2 separate regions of the Salmo salar genome follow, and region 2 is linked to region 1. Evidence: chromatin contacts called from public Hi-C data. All regions are on one chromosome and are shown on one strand. Each heading gives the region's core, a stretch centred on a gene start, on an enhancer-like site or on the middle of the called end of the contact. The rest is flanking DNA. Distances are from core to core; before and after follow the strand shown.

Region 1 (3,741 bases), core at 949-3,448:
TAACAACGTTAGCAATGTCATAGTCAACATAGCTACTAGAACTAACGTGTTAGTAAACCCGCTATAATCATGCAGTACAGTGTACAGTCTGCAAGCAGTTTAGCAGTTACACCGGCAGGTCCCGGTGGCAATAAAAAAACTAAAGTTTACCTTGGATAGCCATAACATAACATCTTTCTCTGTTTGATCTGAGTTTTTGAGTAGGCTAAACTAGCTAGCTGCATATATATATCTCTCTCTCTCTCTCTCTCTCTCTCTCTCTCTCTCTCTCCTCTTGCTTCTCCTTCATTCTCCTTCATGTTCAGCTATTGTTTTTCTCTCTCTTTGAGTCAACTACTCACCACATTTTATGCAGTTCTAGCTAGCTGTAGCTTATGCGTTCAGTACTAGTCATTCTCCGCTACTTTGATTGGGTGGACAACATGTCAGTTAATGCTGCAAGAGCTCTGATAGGTTGGAGGACGTCATCTGGAAATTGTCATAATTACTGTGTAAGTCTATGGAAAGGGGTGACAACCATGAGTCTCCTAGATTTTGTATTGAAGTCAATGTACCCAGAGGAGGACGGAAGCTAGCTGTCCTCCAGATACACCATGGTGCTACCCTACAGAGTGCTGTTGAGGCTTCTGTAGACCTTCATTGCAAAAAGGGTGTTTTAATCAATTATTTGCTTACTTGAATATATATAGTAAAGTTTTATCTGAAACAGATTTTCTTTTTAATGTTTCACTATTTTTATTTTTATGAAATTCACTGAGGAGGATGGTTCTCCCCTTCCTTCTCTGAGGAGCATCCACTCGTGAATACATGGTTTTCTGTAACTGTACACGGAATGTTACATGTATGTCTAGAAGAATTATGACTTTGACTTTTGACGGAGTAGCCTGCAACTTTTAAAATGTGTTTGTGTTGATATTGTCCCACAGCCAAGTAGACAGTTGTGTGTACATGGACGTAATTCAAGTGAAACTGCTAGAGACCTGAGGCCCTGACTCAACTGCATTTCGCTGTTAGGAAACAAAAGAAGAAGTTACTCAACCTGATGTTGCAATTCCAGAGGGTTCCTGAGAATGCTTTGTCATCATCACCTCTACACCATAGTTTAAAAGCAAAGCATGCTTACTGACTTGGCCAGACATTTAACCATTTCCTACATACATGAGAGTCAGGCATGAAGACTAGAAACACACTGATAACATTTGTGGAATTCAGCCTCTGCCATTGGTTTGCTAAACTGAATGTTTAAATGCATATTAGTCTATCTATAAAGCTTTGGCAAAAGCCAGTGTTTTTTACATTGGTATGTGGTTTACTTCACATAAAGTTCAGGAAAGATGAAGGGCAGCAACAACGGAAGGCAGGGAATACTCTTTGACCCAGCCTTGGTGTCAATGAAACTTAGTATCCATTATGGATCCATCCTGACCCGAGCTACAAGACACACACACAAAATACACAATACACACACATACCACATCACTCGAGTGGTGTTTCCGGAACTTCCCCTGAGCCCTATGACGCAAACAGCCAGGCTATGAGGGCCTATGCCCCACATCCAATCAATCAAAACGATGCAGAAAAGCTGACTGACACAGCTGTGCATGGCGTTATCAGCTGACCAACTGTCTCAACACACACACACACACACACACACACACACACACACACACACACACACACAACCAGTCTCAGCTCCATGACCTTCTGTCTGTTTGCATTGAGCCAACCTTAACTCTTAACCGGCTCCACCCCCTTTTCTCAGAAATAGTCCTCCGACCAATGAGGTTCTCACGTGTTTAATTATCCAAGCTAAGGCCACCGATTATGCTGTTAGCGTTTTTTCTTCCCCGCCTCTTTCTGGTTTTTGTCTGACCTTGTTTTTCACTCTTTTGACTATTGTGAGGTTTTGTTGATAAAGTTATGAAACACTAATTGTGATTTTTTTTGGTCTTCCTCCCAACATATTTTTCTTTCTTTGTTGAATCAGATGGTGACCTTTAACTGCACCCTCTGTGTGTGTGTGTGTGTGTGTGTGTGTGTGTGTGTGTGTGTGTGTGTGTGTGTGTGTGTGTGTGTGTGTGTGTGTGTGTCTGTGTCTGTGTCTGTGTCTGTGTCTGAACGGCATACTATGTGGGAGTGAGCGCTAGAGGAGTGAGTAACAAATAATAGTGGAAAACATTGGCAGATGGCCATAAAAACAGTGGTATGTTTCCACTCCTGGCGTCTGGCCAAGCACTTTAGGAGGTAGAAATGTGTCATGCGCACACACACACACACACTTACACAAGCATTCAGTTTGTATATCTGCGCTCCGGAAACTGACCCCTGTCAAATCCGACATACACATCAATACCTTTTCTACACCTATAACTTCACACATTTACACTCCATAACAACTCAACTCTACTAGCCCGCAGGTGCGAAAACACAAACATAAATGTAATCGCTGTGTTGCTTATTATGCCTTAACAACCAATGCCCTGCCAATGAAATTCAAGGCACATAGGCTACCTCCAGCCCCATAGACGATGAATCCTTGTTTGAGGAGGATGTCTGGAGAGGGAGGGCCCTTGATGATGGCCTTTGAAATGAGTGACGTTCCCGAGCCGTGTGACCCTGCACTCACCCATAGCGTGGGCTGCCAATATGCCAAGGACGTGGAGATTAAAATCGGACGGCTAGATAGGACAGCTACTTGGCTTGCAAGGCCTCGTTCTGATTGGAATGCGAGCGCATATCTCACGCTACACCTCCTGAATATAGATAGAAAAGCCCAACCCCCCCCCAACCCCTCGGCTCCCCGGCCCCTGGGAGCTAGCTGTGTCAAAAATATCTCTCTGCTACAAGTTGTTCTCATGCTCTCTGATAATACGTGAGGCCTTGAAAAACGTTTCTTTGATTATGATGATGTAACGTTTCTGTTTATATACTCGAGGCTTTGTCGACAGCTAGTCAGATCGTCGTCGTCAGTTTTGTTTATCCCTTTTTTCGGGGAAGATCTGTTGAGGAATTTGCAATAACAATGCAAACATTCACGCGCTTGCACCCAGATAAGGGTTTAAGTTGTTAGGGAGGGCTCAGCAAATACAATTGAACTTGACAAATCGCAGCTGTCAAATTAAAACGCTTTGTTCAAACAGGAAAACTGTCCCTCAATGCGAGACATTCTTTGCCCATGATTAGGTGTGCAGAGTGGCCTCCGCTACTATTCACTCACTCACTTTGTTTTGTAGTCATCACACAAGAATGCAGTAACACTTCCAGACCTGGGTTTAAATACTATTTAAAATCTTTCAAATACTTTGAGCATTTGCTTTAGCCTGTCTGGAGTGCCAGATGAGAGAGGGTTGCAGTTTTGTGGCTATTCTATTGGTCCATTATATGCCAGGCAAGCTCAATCAAGCACCAATAAATATTTGAAAGTATTTCAAATCGTGTTTGAATCCAGGTCCAAACAGTTCATCTGAGCTCTTTTCCTTCCTCCCTTGTCAACTCTGGCACACTAGGAACACCGGTCTGTGTTTTTCACAGTGAAAGTGGATGACACGCTAATTCATTGAGTTGTTGAACCCCTCCCAATGTCTCTTTCCTCTCTCTGCTCCTGGGAGTTCACTGACCCGGCTTACATTCTCTCTTCTTCTCTGTTCTTCTCCTCCCCTCTTATGATGCAAGCGTTGTGAGTTGGGGCCTTGATGTCAAAGAGCCTGGGGGCTATTTGGAGGAAAGGTACTCTCTCTCTCT
Region 2 (3,593 bases), core at 683-3,182, 45 kb after region 1:
CAAATCGGTCTTAAAACATACATTTTCCCCTCTTTCTAACGCTTTTCGTCAATATATTTGATTAAATCAAAAGGGGTTGAAAAGGTGCTGTGGCAAATGCCGCCTCCCCACACGTTTTTCGGTGGCTCTGTTACAGGACAACTCTGAGGCTGCTACCATACATGTAGCATGTTGCTATACAATGACACAGTTGCCATTTCCCACGATTAGCCTATTAGAAACAAATAGGTCTGTCCAAAAATGAAACTATTCGTCACATGTAGTCGATTGTCTCTTTAAGAAAGAGCATGACTTCTTTCAGAAACCATTTCCTTTCGTATTTTTTGCTTTAGCTTGCTGTGACTCGCTCATCCTGCCCCGCATATCTGTGGTCTTTGGCAGCGAGCCAGGACGGCTCGTTTGTTTTTCCACGGATGGGCGAGGTAAGAAGCGGGTACGTGACTAAAATCCACTTCCTGTTTGGAACGTCATCACATAGTAGGATACATGCTTGCAGCAACAACAACAACAAAAACTGCTTTGTATCCGCAGGTCTCCTCGGCGGTATCGCCTCTCACACAACAGCCACCAACGTTACAATGTTGTGGCTAACCCTAACAAAGCGAGAAAGTAAATGACGGAAAATTCCTCGGTCGGCAATGAGGACATCATTTTTTGTTGTTGTTGTCAAACCTTGCAGTGAGCTATATAGGCTACACACACAGTTCATGCAATAACACTTTTTTTGTAGGCCTAAAGGCTATTTTGTAGACCTTCCTCGCAGTCTAACAAGACCAGACCGGAGTGATATTTAGGCTATGCGAAATTAAAGTAAATTAACTATCCACACGAATAGTCCCCAGACTTATTAAGAATTGCGGGTGCAGTAATTGAAAAAAAGTGCAAACGTTGTCTCGGGTTGTGACTTTGATCTGGGGGTTTTCGTGTTCGCCAGTCAGACAGGCTGTGAGTTGTCGAGTTTACTGAATCACGAGGGGTTGATTGGTGTGAGTTAGTCATGCTGAACTTTGTCCAATATTTAGACGTCGCTATCAAACGGTGGTTAGGGGCTCTATTCTCATGTCGAATTGCAACAACGTTGCAGGCACGCGCCACAGTATGACTGCAACAATGTACCAACTACCTCGTTATGTGATATATTGTTGCATAGAATAAGGGGCGCATGTAGCAAGCTATTGACAAAGTAGCCTAAACATAGTTAATCGCGGCTATTTGTAAAATGATAAACATTGACATTAAATTAGAATAGTTGCATTATGAAAACGATTTTTGTCTAAACAAGTCCCTAGTGTGCAAAGCTGAACTCGTAAACTATGAATTGGAAAAGAGGCTATCCCATTTTAATAGGACGAAGGAAGGAGGGTTAAATCTGCCATAGTAACAGAGTCGAATTGTATGGTTGGGTGAAAGCTCTCCGCCTCGTGACGTTGTGCTGGCAGTGTGACTGGAATGAGGATTTGCTAAATAGGGCTCTAGTGCCAGTCCGGGAGAGCATGCATAGCCTACATAGCCTAAAGGAGAAAGATAGGTAACGCCACTTGTTGAGTTGCATGCAAAGGCATTATATAGTCGTGAGACAATTTAGGAACCGCAATAATTGTAGACGTTGCTTTGAATGTCGATTCTCAGTAAGCAGAAGCCTATCATCAACCGTTCTGATACAATTCACCTTGACGTGAAATAAATCATTTTAGCAGCAGGGCTCAACTGCGTCCAACCAGTTTATCTTTAGGGCTTGCTGGCAGTTGAACGCATTGCACAAGTGGTAGGGCCTACACGATAAAGCGAGGAGAAAGGTGAGCATGCGCTGGTGGGGCTGTCTAAGAATCAAGTAGATAGAATTGGAGCTGCTGGAAGCACTTGTGGTGTGTCGTCGGTGACGTCACCGCCCTACATTGAGCTGTGAGTTGTAGTGCGAGATAGATTGAGGCGCGCCGTAGTAAAGTACACAACTGCAATGAACTTCTCAATGTAACTTGGCTGTTTTATTGCTGTTTGGCTAGAGGGAAAATACACAATTATTCGCGATTCCTTTTTTTTCTACAGAATAAAACGAATCCCAGGGAGATTTGGAGAATTTGGTATCCACTTTTTCGAAAACCATGTCGTCCGCGGCTGTAGCTGCTTCGAGGAGGCAGTCGTGTTATTTGTGTGACTTGCCCCGCATGCCATGGGCAATGATCTGGGATTTTACCGAACCTGTTTGCAGGGGATGTGTCAACTACGAGGGAGCCGACCGGATTGAGTTTGTAATTGAGACTGCCCGACAGCTGAAGAGAGCTCATGGCTTCCAGGACGGGAGATCTCCCGGGCCAGGCAAACCTCAGCACTCGGGGAAGGAAATTCAGTCCCACAACCATTCGGCTGGAGACCCCGGCTCGCGTCCGCCTCAGCCTCTGGATCGCTATCCCCTCTCTGACCGGCCGCCAAGGTTGGGACCGGAGTACCAACCGGGGAGGCAAGTTAACGGCATCCCTGTGCCAAATGGATTTCCAAAACCCGACGACCCGCCGGAGCTGAACCGCCAGAGCCCCAACCCTCGCAGGACTAGCACGGTTCCTCCCAATTTGGTGCCTTTAGTAAACGGAAACATGGGTCCAGTACACGCACTCAATGGTCGGCCCGCCCAAATGGGTATGCCGGGCGCGTTGAATGTTCCTGGTCAAGGCGACCACGGCAAGCGCGGGGAGGATATGAAAGACAAGCATAGACCGGATAGCATGTCGGACATGTCGGAGAGCCACAAGCGGGCGGAGGAGTGGATGGGCAAAGGCAAAACAGTGAGGGATTTGATGGCTCTCCACACATTCGACAGCAGGTTCAAGAAAGACCATGCGGCGATGCAGCGCGTTATGGGATACGAGACAAGTGCAACTTCTTCAAAACCAGGTAGGATTGTGGATTTTTAAACACATGGATGCATTAATTTAGAAGACTAAAACAAGGAACTGGCAGTGTTCTTAGTCAGCTACTTTGCCACTGTGTTGACGTGGGTTTTCAGCTGAATGTTTGTTTATGCATGTTTACATTTCCTCTAGTCTGATCCCCAGCAGGCTACCGAATATACCACTTGTTTTTCCTCTGCACGTTTTGTTTTACACATAAAGTAACATAAATTCCTCAAAGTTTTATTTTCATTAATTTACAGTGCATGCACATTTGCTGCTGCTGTGGTGGTTGGAGTGTTTGTTAATCCTTAACCCCCCCCTTCCTCCTTCTCCAACAGACCGAGGGAAGCACCCACGAAGCATGAAGAGGAAAGCCTCCCCTGAGCCGGATGGCGAGGGCTCCGCCCCCAAGATGAACGGCGGCGAGGGCCAGCCGTGGTTGCCGTCGCCCTCAGAGGTCCTCAAGATGCCCCCGGCCTCCCTGCCAGGCTTCTCTGCCGCTCCACCCTCCACCATCTCCCCCCACAGTCGCACCACCCCACCGGAGGCGGCCACGGCACAGAACGGCCAGTCGCCCATGGCAGCACTTATCCTCGCCGCCGACAATGCCGGCTCGCCCAAGGATGCCAACCAGGTGCACTCCACCACGGCAGCGGGCCGGCGCAACAGCGGGAGCCCACTGTCCCCGTCCTCTGCAGGCCAGCG

Evidence for each region. Hi-C and Micro-C count contacts between places; a contact is called where the count stands out from the background.
Region 2: a Hi-C map of gill shows a contact between it and region 1, with 2.7 times the contacts expected there. The contact joins the promoter of i2b2a here to the enhancer-like site in region 1. A contact is called at or near these places in 2 of 3 Hi-C or Micro-C datasets (gill and muscle).

The regions. Positions count from the first base shown.
Region 1 is chrssa02:51,900,108-51,903,848 of Ssal_v3.1, forward strand. No RefSeq gene overlaps it. Among protein-coding and RNA genes, the nearest start is that of LOC123740250, 26 kb to the right of the region's middle. Within about 2 kb of position 2,199, at least 7 of the 13 cell types and tissues checked have an H3K27ac peak or open chromatin away from gene starts, as enhancers often do. A contact at or near this core is called in gill and muscle, where this site is marked.
Region 2 is chrssa02:51,945,869-51,949,461 of Ssal_v3.1, forward strand. i2b2a (Interferon regulatory factor 2-binding protein 2-A) reads left to right here and starts at 1,933. Exons shown (of 2, transcript NM_001139853.1): 1 at 1,933-2,889; 2 at 3,227-3,593. The coding sequence starts at 2,103.